3 separate regions of the Sus scrofa genome follow, and all the other regions are linked to region 1. The links are chromatin contacts, called in public targeted proximity ligation maps. All regions are on one chromosome and are shown on one strand. The core of a region is the stretch at or near the end of the contact, and the rest is flanking DNA. Distances in the headings are between cores, read along the strand shown. Region 1 overlaps LOC102159120 (a long non-coding RNA gene). Region 2 has its middle 120 kb from the start of BTG1. Region 3 overlaps LOC106510428 (a long non-coding RNA gene).

What was found.
Region 2: a contact with region 1 is called in a targeted proximity ligation map of alveolar macrophages. A contact is called at or near these places in 1 of 47 Hi-C or Micro-C datasets (epiblast stem cells) and 1 of 2 datasets of targeted methods (alveolar macrophages).
Region 3: a contact with region 1 is called in a targeted proximity ligation map of alveolar macrophages. A contact is called at or near these places in 1 of 47 Hi-C or Micro-C datasets (epiblast stem cells) and 1 of 2 datasets of targeted methods (alveolar macrophages).

What each region holds. Positions count from the first base shown.
Region 1 is chr5:91,003,974-91,007,626 of Sscrofa11.1, reverse strand. All of the region lies in intron 2 of LOC102159120 (a long non-coding RNA gene), which reads right to left. Among named protein-coding and RNA genes, the nearest start is that of BTG1, 190 kb to the right of the region's middle.
Region 2 is chr5:90,691,618-90,695,270 of Sscrofa11.1, reverse strand. No RefSeq gene overlaps it. Among named protein-coding and RNA genes, the nearest start is that of BTG1, 120 kb to the left of the region's middle.
Region 3 is chr5:90,719,518-90,723,170 of Sscrofa11.1, reverse strand. All of the region lies in intron 3 of LOC106510428 (a long non-coding RNA gene), which reads right to left. Among named protein-coding and RNA genes, the nearest start is that of BTG1, 94 kb to the left of the region's middle.

The DNA of each region.
Region 1 (3,653 bases), core at 532-3,031:
ATGATTAAATATTTTACATTTTATATCATGAGTTACAACAAAGTATGTTTTTAAAAAGTCGTTTAGAGCATGAAGTCACATGACTGAAATAATTATTTCATTATTAGTCTCACATATATAATGTTCAATTATTATTTTCTCTTAATGACAAAGGGGGAAATCTCGCATTTGAATGAATCAATTGGGGCCGTGATTGGGGCCATTACTCTCTTATCCCTAATTCAATATTCATTATTTCAGTTAAACTATAATGACAATCTTCATTCAGTTTAAAGACTTCATGGGGCCAGACACTAGGTATGCAGTCAATCAGAAGACATTATTTTTAGTCTATTTAATATAGCACCACCCCAATTCAATGCTACATTTCCCAAGACCTCAGTGTGTGTCCTATTTTTGAAGGCTGAAAATATCTTTAGCTTAATCTTGCACTTTTGGCTGAGTCAGATAAGTTATTCTTAAGTCTGACATGCTTCCCTCAAGTTATGAAGGAAAACATTTTCAAAAATAGGAGTAACAGAAAAGGAAGGAAGGAGGGAAGAAAGAAAGAGAGGAGAGGAAGTAAGATATGTACTCTGAATATGCATGCATATTCCTTCAACAGAAGTAAATATATCTTCTACACTGTTGAAAGTGTAGAAGTCTCCAAGTAAGTCAAGGCTATGAATCTCCCAAATGATAAACTAGCTACCTGCCTGGGCATGCTAGGTTCTAATTTTTATAGCCTATCATATAATGAGCCCTGTTCAGTGACTTTCAGCACTATGGCAGTCTATATATGTCATGACAAGGATAGTTTAAAATTTACTGAGGTTTGCTTCTAGAAAACAGTGTGCCTTACAGGTAAGAGAATGATTTTATGTAACAGTAAGGAGGGCCAGACATGTAAAGGGCACTCTCCTAGCCCAAGAGTAACCAAAACATGGCCTTTTTTTCCCAAAGAGGTTACAGTTCAGTGGAGACATAGGAATGAATATAAATCATTATGATATAAAGTATGGTGTGCATGGCAAATGCAAGTCAAAAGAGTCATTAATTTTGACCTCAGTAGGGATTGAGAACGGCTTCCCAGAAGGAAGTAACATTGAGTGTGGTCTCAGAGATCAATTAAACGGAGAGAAATGGAAAAACCTTGAAGACTGGGATTGATAATTTCAACAAAGATGCAGAGTCAGGAGAAAAGTAAGTCCTATTTAGGGAGCAGAATTGTTTCTTATGGGTAAAATACATGGTGACTCAGAGAGCTTAAGGCCAGACATTAGGGTAGAAAGAGGGCTGAGATGAGCTATGGAAAGGCCTCAGGAGCAGATGGAGGGATGTAAACGCTGTTCTGTAACCAACGCTGTAAGCAGAGAAAGAGCACAATCAGTTTGGGGTTTGGCAAAGATAGTTCTAAGAGCAGTGTCTACAAACTATTAGAAAGGAGATGGGTCAGAAGCAGACAAACACTGAGAAGTCAGTTGCAACTGTGTGGGAAAGAGGAAAAAAAGGGTAAAGGGGCTTGCACTGAGGACGTGACAGCAAGAACAGAAGACAGTAAGAGACAGGTCAGGTGTTACCAGTAGAACTTGAAGACAGATGTCATAGGAGTGAGGAAGAGGAGTCAAAGGCAATCCCCGAGGGTTCCTGCCCCACGGTCGGGGTGGATAAAGATCAAACACATTTACACCATTGTGGCTTTGCGAAGCCCTTCCTTCCCAATTTACCACCTACAGATAGTCCAGCCCTCTTTCAAAGCTCGGGGCACAAACCTTTCTGCATAGCAGCTTCCCAGATGCCCTGTCCTATGCTTCACCCCAAATGCACACAAAATACTATTTTTACTTCTCCTTTCTGTCGTAGGAGGTTACTTACATGTCTGCGTCACTGTGGGTATGTAAGTGCTTTGAGAAACCAAGTTCCACTCGTGTTTGTATTTTCATAATACCCAGTGTGGTAACTGTTCAACAAATGCACGCTACGGCTATTTCAGTTGAGACATTGCTCAATACTGTCATGATCAAGATGATTCAAAGAGAGGCGATACTGAGCAATGATTCTCAAAGTGCGGTACCTGTGTTAACTGGAGAAATATGGAAAATGATTTGGAGTATGGAAAGATTTTTAATGCTTTCTATTTTAAATTCCCAAAATGGAATAATACCCAGAAATGTAAAAATAATGAACTACGTTACATGACTAGGATAAATCACAAAAATATTGTGTCGAAGAAATAAGCTAAACATGAAAGAATGCCTATCACATGATTTCAGTTATATGAAACTCACAAGCAGGAAAAGTAATCTATATTGATAAGAATCATAACAGTAGTTGCCTATAGACGTAGGATTTGACTAGAAGGGTGGGCGAGATAACCTTCTAGGGTAATGGAAAAATTCTATATTTTAGATTAGGGAATTTTACAGGGTTTTTTTTTTTTTTTTTTTTTTTTTTTTTTTTCAGAAGTGTTTGTATTGTAACCTTAGGATTGTAGTGTTTAACTCTGAGTAAACTTTATCTCAATTCAGGGGGAAAAAAAAACCATTCAGGGTTTGAATTTGAATACCATCTCGGTATTGTTCTTATTTTACTAGAGTATGATGACAACATTATGTAAGAACATGTTCATAATATTGAGAGATATTTACTGACATATATGTGGGTGAAATGATGGATGTCCAGATTGCTTTAAAACAGTTCCTGGAGTTCCCGTCATGGCGCAGTGGTTAACGAATCCGACTAGGAACCATGAGGTTGCGGGTTCGGTCCCTGCCCTTGCTCAGTGGGTTAACGATCCGGCGTTGCCGTGAGCTGTGGTGTAGGTTGCAGACGCGGCTCGGATCCTGCGTTGCTGTGGTTCTGGCATAAGCCAGTGGCTACAGCTCCGATTGGACCCCTAGCCTGGGAACCTCCATATGCTGCGGGAGCGGCCCAAAGAAATAGCAAAAAGACAAAAAAAAAAAAAAAAAAAAAAAAAAAACAGTTCCTAAAATATGAACATGATTCAAAAGGAGATAATGAAAGCAAATATGTCAAAATATTTATAGATGGGAATCTGGGTGAGGGGTTGATGGGGATTCATTTTACTACTCTAATTATGTGTGTATTTAAATTTTCAAAATACATATTTTGAAAATACAATTTTCTTAGTAAAACATAAATCACCACCTAAATATCAAACTCCATACTCAAACAGCAAATTCTTTTGCCTCCAACTTGATTTTTTTTTTTTTTTTTTTGTCTTTTGTTGTTGTTGTTGTTGTTGTTGCTATTTCTTGGGCCGCTCCGCGGCATATGGAGGTTCCAGGCTAGGGGTTGAATCGGAGTTGTAGCCACCGGCTACGCCAGAGGCACAGCAACGCATGATCCGAGCCGCGTCTGCAACCTACACCACAGCTCACGCAACGCCGGATCGTTACCCACTGAGCAAGGCAGGGACCGAACCCGCAACCTCATGGTTCCTAGTCGATTCGTTAACCACTGCGCCACGACGGGAACTCCGTTTTTTTTTATTTTTTTTATTTTTTTTTTTTTTTTTTTTGTCTTTTGTTGTTGTTGTTGTTGTTGTTGTTTTGCCTCCAACTTGAAAACACATCCACAGTTCATCAAGTCTGCCGCCTCCACTGCTGTCTCCCTGAATTTCATCTCTCAGCAGAACTATTAGAGTAACCCCC
Region 2 (3,653 bases), core at 486-2,985, 310 kb after region 1:
CACCTGTTTGATGCTAATGGCGTGTCTCCTGAGGGAAGGCGCTGGCAGCCCCTCCTCTGATTCCTGCTCTTCCTATGGCTGGTGGGTCAGCTTTGTTATATTTTACATTTATCTTTTTATTTTATATCTATCTTTACAATCACAGAATACTTTGCCTGCCTATCCTGGCAACAAGCCTGATGTTTTTACACTTAAGGACCCCCAGAGAGGACCTCCTAACTGCAGCCTGTCTCCTCCACTGCCTCCCGCCCAACACCACGCTGCCACCCGACGCCTCTGCAAGAGATGCACATGATGACGTGACTGCCCTGCTGCAAAGTGGTTTCTCACTAATGATTTCTCAGTCCGACACTGTCTTTCAAGATCTTCCATGAGCTCCCTCCAGCCCGCTTTCTAGGCCCAAATTCCCTCACTCTCCCTCCCAGCTCTATGCGCACAGGGCACCTAAACAGGTCTACTTGCTCCACGTTGGTGTCCTTCACCTGCTCTCCTCTCAGCCTGGCACGCTCTTCCCCTCCCAGCCGTTGCACCCGCGGCAGCACTGTCTGCCCCATGAAACCCTCCATCATCCTGTAAGATCCAGATCTTCGTCTCAGAAACCTTCTCTGGCCTCCGAATCAGGGCTGTGCCCTTCTACTGTTGAGCCTCCACTGTGACAGGTGTAGCACTTATTGTGCTATTTTCACAATGCTTTGTTCACATTACTTGTACTTTTATCAGTAGTTCTCAAAGCATGGTCCGAAGGACAAGTGCCTCAAAAATATCTGCCTATAAGAAGGGCAGATGCCTTGTTTCCCTTGGAAATCGGCATTCCTGGGACTTCCTGGGCGATTAGAGTCGAGAACCTCTGGACTGGGCTGTAAACTCCTCCAGGGTGGGCATTGTCTACCAGGACGTGGCAGTAATGAGTGAATAAGAATATCTCATCGCTTTTCAGCCACAGGGGAGCTTCTGTCGCTCTTACTGTTTGTCACATTTTACGAACACAGCTCAGAGTCCCGTTAGTCCCGTTCCCCACCGCATCTATCCCAGATCTTAGCCCGGGGCCCTGGGGCATGGCCGGCACTAAATAAATGCCTTTCCACGGATGGCAGGAAACTATGACCTGCAGAAGCTTTGAGCGCTGTGCAGCTGGGCAGAGATGCAGCCAAAGTATCAACAAGATGAGCACAAGGCCTGCTCAGTTACCCAGGAGGAGGCACTAAGTCAGACCAAAAGCAGAGCTGGCAATTCTCTGATGTTCCTTTGTAGAAATCCTTGATGTGGGCTGTGAAATGTCAAATCCAGATTTGATTAAGCCGAACTCCAAATCCCCAAGGCAAGTGTGTATCCACGATCTTAATGTAATTATTGGAGCCAACGCCGTCTGTTACTTTCAAAAGGGCTGAGCTAGCACCCCATCCATTGATACCGACTCCTACAAAATGAAGCCTGCAATTGATTCAGCACATCCCAGGCCGATAATGCCTAGAAAAGCTTGATCTGGTTCCTTCCTGAACGTTGAAGTATTAAATTAAACCAAAAAAGAAAAAAAAAGTTCTGATCTACTCTAAAGCCAGAAGAAAGAGCGGGTCCCAAAGGCTATAGCAGAAATCAACGTTCTGTTTCTCTGGCTTAGTGCTAGACTGTTGTCTCTTTGGAAGTTTCCACTTCCTTCTTCAAATGATAACCTATCACTTTTCAGTTAACCCATACTCTGAGTTTTTAAAGGCCAGCCAATAAACGACACGAGCTGTTCTAAGGGCTGTGGGCTTCTGGCTGAAGGATTCAGTATATACAAGTGGAAACTTGGCTTCCTCTGCTTACACATACACTTTAAGCGATGGGCAAAAAAAAGTCAAGCCAGAACCGAGTCTCAAACCGAAGTAGGCACTTCGGGATCTATCAAATTAAACCCAAATGCCACAGCTTCACTGAAGCAGACCTGATTTCACTACCGCGTTCTCAGAGGGAAGAGGGGTGGGGGCAGCTACTCCCAAGCTCCACCCCAAGCCAGAGCTCCACTTTGTTCTGTGAAATTCAGAACACATTTGTTCCCTTTTTTTCCCCTTCAAAATCTACTCCTGCCCTTACGTAGGGTCTGGCTGGAGCTAAAATCATAAGCACCAAAGACAGCAGGGGAAAGGCCGCTTTATTGTGAAATCCAGTCTGAGTAAAAGCAAAACGGATCAGCATCTTTTGACCTTAAGCCAGTGGCGAAGTCTGACAAATCATGGCTGAGGGAACTTGGAAAAGGTCTGATGAGCTGTCAAGCCACGGACAATTTAGCGATTTTCTTGTCACCCCCTATAGACGCAATTCTGAAGTTTCCAAATTCCGGAAACTTCCTAAAGCAGGACCGACAAATCTGAGAAGACACAAGTCTCCTGGTGACCCTAGAACCAACCTCATGTTTCTGAGAGTCTTGAGATCAGAGGAGACCAGTTACCTAGAGGCAAGAATGGATTCTGTTGGAGCCGCCTGTATCAGACTCGCCACAAGAGAAAGATAATTTCTAGGCCAACACAGAGTATGGGGGTGGGGCGAAGCAAAGGGATTTTTCTCCTCCTTTTGGTTCTTATATCAAGAGCTAATCCCACACATGGCAGTGACATTAAGGCAGGAGTCTTGGCATCAGCTGCCAGTGGGATACCTGGTTTAAACAGAAAGCACTCTTTTGGACGCAAGGTACATTACAGAGTTCCTGCCTTTTAGGGACTCCCTTGCCTAAAAGCACCCATTGTCTCACTCTCTCTTGACTTACATGTGACTCCAAACTCACATAAACCCATTCCAGCTTGCCCTCACCAACTCTTCCCATCTCCCAGCAGGTCCGCCATGCATGCCACCCTTCAGACCAAGGGTTGGCAAACTTTTCCTGTAAAAAGCCACAGAGTAAATTGTTCAGGGTTGCAGGCCGTAAGGTCTTTTCATAACTATTCAACTCTGCTGTGGTAGAATGAAAGCATTCATAAACAGTAGTGTAAATGAATGAGCCAGGCTATATTTCAATAAAACTTTACTCCAAAAAACAAGTGGCAGCCTAGATTTAGTCCCTAGGCTATAAGTTTGCTCGCTCCTGTTTTCAACAGACCAAATTTATTCCTTTGTAGGTGCTGGTTTCTTCTGCCTGGGGTCTTTTGTCCTTTTCTCTCAGCTCAAATATATTAATTCATTAAAATTCATTATGTATTGGAAGGCTGTCAGATGCCAGATTTGTCCTAATATCTAGAGATGAAACAGTGAAAAAAAGACATTTTTTTTTTTTTTTTTACCATGGAAGAATTTAGATCCTAGCAGAAGCTAATAAACAATCAATAAGTAGCAAATAATAGCATACATGCCAGGTGGAACTAGGTAAAGAAAAATAAGGCAGGTAAGTGAGGATATTATTTTAAATAGTGGTTGAGGAAGGCCACTTGGATGAAGTAATAAGAGAGCAGAGATGAAAATAAAGCATGAATTCAGTCTATGTGGCGTGGTGGTGGCAGGAGAAGCATTTCAGGCAGAGGGAATTGCCTGTGCCAAGTGCCCAAAGCAGAGCTTCCTGGTATATTGTGAGAAGTGACAGGAGGCCACAATGTGATTAAGGTGGGGGATGAGATCTGAGAGGTAGCTATGGGGCAAGATTTTTTGGGGCCTCATGGGCCATGGAAAGGACTTACATTTTTTTC
Region 3 (3,653 bases), core at 806-3,305, 280 kb after region 1:
GAGATGGCCTGTGCACTTGTCTTTTATGATATATGCTGTGTATTTCATAAAATGTTCTATGGTTGTTTTCTATAGTAAGCTAATATTTTACATATGATCTAGAAGGAAAACCATGATCTATCTGGAAACTGAGCCCTCTCAGGGCTGAGCCAAGGTCGTCCTCAGATCAGAAAGACAGCTTGGAGACCCCCAGCAATGGATTCAACTACCAAATAACTGCAATCATTCCCTGATACGCATATTTGTTGTCTGTCATGTGCCACACACATGCCAGGGCTGACCAGGCAGGCCCCTGTCCTCCACACCCACATAATCTGTTTGGGAAGACAGATGATACGTAACATATTTTAAGAAAATGTCATAAAGGCCATAGCAGAGGTTGGAACGAAGTATAAGCGGAAGAAATTTGTATCATCCTGAGACGTGTCACAAAGAGGCTGATATTTAATAAATGCTTTTGGTTAAGAAAAAAAATAGATGCAGCTATCATGGAATCATCTTGAGGACCTGCATGTAAATATACATACATGTGTGTATATGTGTGTGTGTGTGTGCACACACACATCCAATTTATTTTTTATATTGGCTAATTCAGAAATCCTTTCTAGAAGCTCAATATTCACTGACTTAACTCCCACACGGAACACTGATGCTAGCTTTGTCTCAGACACAAAAGACAGTAAAGCAGCTAATGGAATCCTTTCTTTCAAATACTATTTTGATATGACTAATCTTGCTGTTTGGTCAAATAGTGCAGCTAGCTCAGTGCTGACTATACTACTTTTTAGTGCAAAGGGAAACTAAACAAGAGAATCAGCCATGGTGTATAATCTATATATGATCTCTGTTCCATTATTTTTATTGCTTGACATTCAGAATAAACCACAACCATCAATTCCCCAGGTCCCCAGATCATAATTACCTGGAATATTTGATTCTCTGAGAGATGTGAGAATTTCTAAGCTTATCTGTTTTTATACAAATTTGCTTGCTAAGGAGATTTCATAAAAAGCAATTTAGCTCTGGGCCTCTTAAGAATATATATACAAAATGAAAGAAAGGCATTCAATTTTCAGTTTTCTTCCCTCCGCTGACTTCACTCATCTGGTTTACTTTTCTGTCCATGGAGATTCTAAAGGCGGTGTGCTATGGAAATGATTTCACTGCATCACCACATCATTTGCGTCTGGGCTTGCCTTCCACCACAGGTGTGAGATCACGTGTGGTGCGGAGGGGCAGCGGGTCGAAGAAAGGCAAGGGGTAGGTGAGTAGCAGAACCCTCAGGAAGCTTTTCCAAAGAAGGCACCCCTGTCCGCCTTCCTCCTCGCCTCAATCAGTTCAGAAGCAGGGATCGAATGAGCGAAACTGGCCAGGGATTCTGTTCGCACAGAGCGCATAGGGGCCTGAGCTATTCAGGTACAGACATTACCCATTTTGTCAAGGACAGTGCATGTGCACGGGCAGAAGGGTAGATCAGGAACGGGAAAGGACCGTTATTGATTTGTTAGTGTGGATTTTTATCACCAAGGAAAGGCTTTAGTTACCATTTACATAAGAATTATGAACAGGCAGCCAGGAAACTTCAAAACCAATTTGAATCATCTTACTTAGCAGTTAATTACAGTTCCCTTATGAATGAAAAACAAATAAGTTTACTCAAATACACTGATAATACCTTCCATAGTGGCATCTGCCCACACTGATATAAAACTGTTCCCAAAGCCAAATCAACTGATTGAGAAGTCAAATAAACTTGATTACTCCTTGTGCATGCAGACACGTCAGATGTAAAACTGTGACTTACAGGTTTATAAAAGATTTACCAATCCAGACTCACTAAGAGGAAGGGTCAACTTGGGTATCCCTAGCAACAAATCCTGAGTCAATTTTGTGTGACCTCAGAGAGCAGGAGTGAGAGACAAGGGAAGTGAAACAAGGAAGGCGGGAACTTGATACAGAAATGGCTTTTCCAGTTGACCATTGCTATGGTTAACTGGTACTCACTGCTACAAGATCTTTGCAGGAGGTTTAGCAGAGGCACTTGGGAGCTGGCCATTGGGTGATGTAAGGAGGAAATGATTCCTTGGCTCTCACCCCACAGTGGTCAAGGGTGAACTCATGGGCATTAGCGCCCAGGCACTTTTAAATTGTGCAAGTATGAGTGGTGTTTTCCCACAAATGTCCTAAGCTAAGAATCAGAGAGTTGAGATGAGGCACTGTTAGCTTGCACCTGTGCAAGTTGGTCAAAGCTTCATGGAACTAGTTATTACATCTGTGGTTACAGAAGAGGTCGGATTGAAAAGACTTAAAATCCTCACAAGAGTGGCCCAGTGCGTTGAAACGCAGAACATCTTTAAAATCAAAACAAAGCTTTTTCATAGTGCATATATTCAATACCCAGAAAAACCCCGGGATGTTTTATGGCAAATCTTTACCAAATAGAAAGCATGGGAAATAGATTTGAAGCAAAAATGACGTCCTAAATCTGACACTTATAAAGTTAGACTAGTTACATTCAATTCAGTATGAACTTAGACCAGTTACAGTCAATTTTGCTGAGCCTCAGTTTCCTGATCTCCAAAGACACAGATAAATGATATCTTTCTCATGGGATGCTTGAATGCTAAATGAGATGCTGAATGTAGCAGCATGGTTAGCATTTCAGAAAATGGGCACTCATAATAATAACTATTAGCACTCAATCAAAGTCAGCACACAAGGCCACGTGGAGGGACCACACCATTGTTAGGGGCTATAGATTTCAGTCAGCCAGGACCAGGGGAGAGAGAGAACAAAGGTGGTAACAGCTGGTGGGTACTAGTGGAAGAGGTTTTCTGGACCCTGGGGAATGACAGATTATACAGAACAATCAAAACCAAGTTGTGGGTTGGGAGAGTCAGCAATCACCCTGAGGCCAGAGGTCAAGTGTGGTGACCTCTGATCCAAAGCTAGGAAACAGAATGCTCAGAAGCTGGAGGTCAAGTCATGGCAAGGGTCAAAGGCAAGCACATGGTGGTGTCAGCACACATGTTGCTCTATTAGAGGCCTTTCTTGTCAGGAAGCTTGCCATTCCATTCCCTGCCATTACATTCCTAGATGTGGTCAGTCAAAAGTCTGAGAGATCAAAGACACAAAACCCTGCAAATGACCAGATTATGCAGCAGTTAATGGGAAAAGTTCTAAACAAAATGTTTGCATTATGTACTCATCCCAAGAAGTTATGCACTTTTTTCTTCCAAAGATGTCTATGACTTAAGGAGTTCTTGTTTACAACTTACAGGGTGTGCAAATTTTTCTGATTTTCTTTGAACTTCCTGTATCTTTCTGCCCTAGCCCTCTGTCTTTAAATTGTGACCAGAATTCACTCAACATCAGCTTTTTAATCTCATGCTTGTAAATGTCTTATGTCTTAACATGTTTCACATTGTTCCACACTTCACTGATTCCAAACATCCATCCATCCATCTACCCATCCATCTACATCCATCTTAGTCCACTGGGCATCTATAATAGAACATGGAATAGATACCACAGACTGGGTAGCTTAAACAACAGACATTTCTCACACTTCTGGAGGCTGGGGAGTCCAAGATCAAGGTACCGACCGATTCCATGTCTGGTAAGGGCCCATTTCCTGGTTCATGGATAGCCAT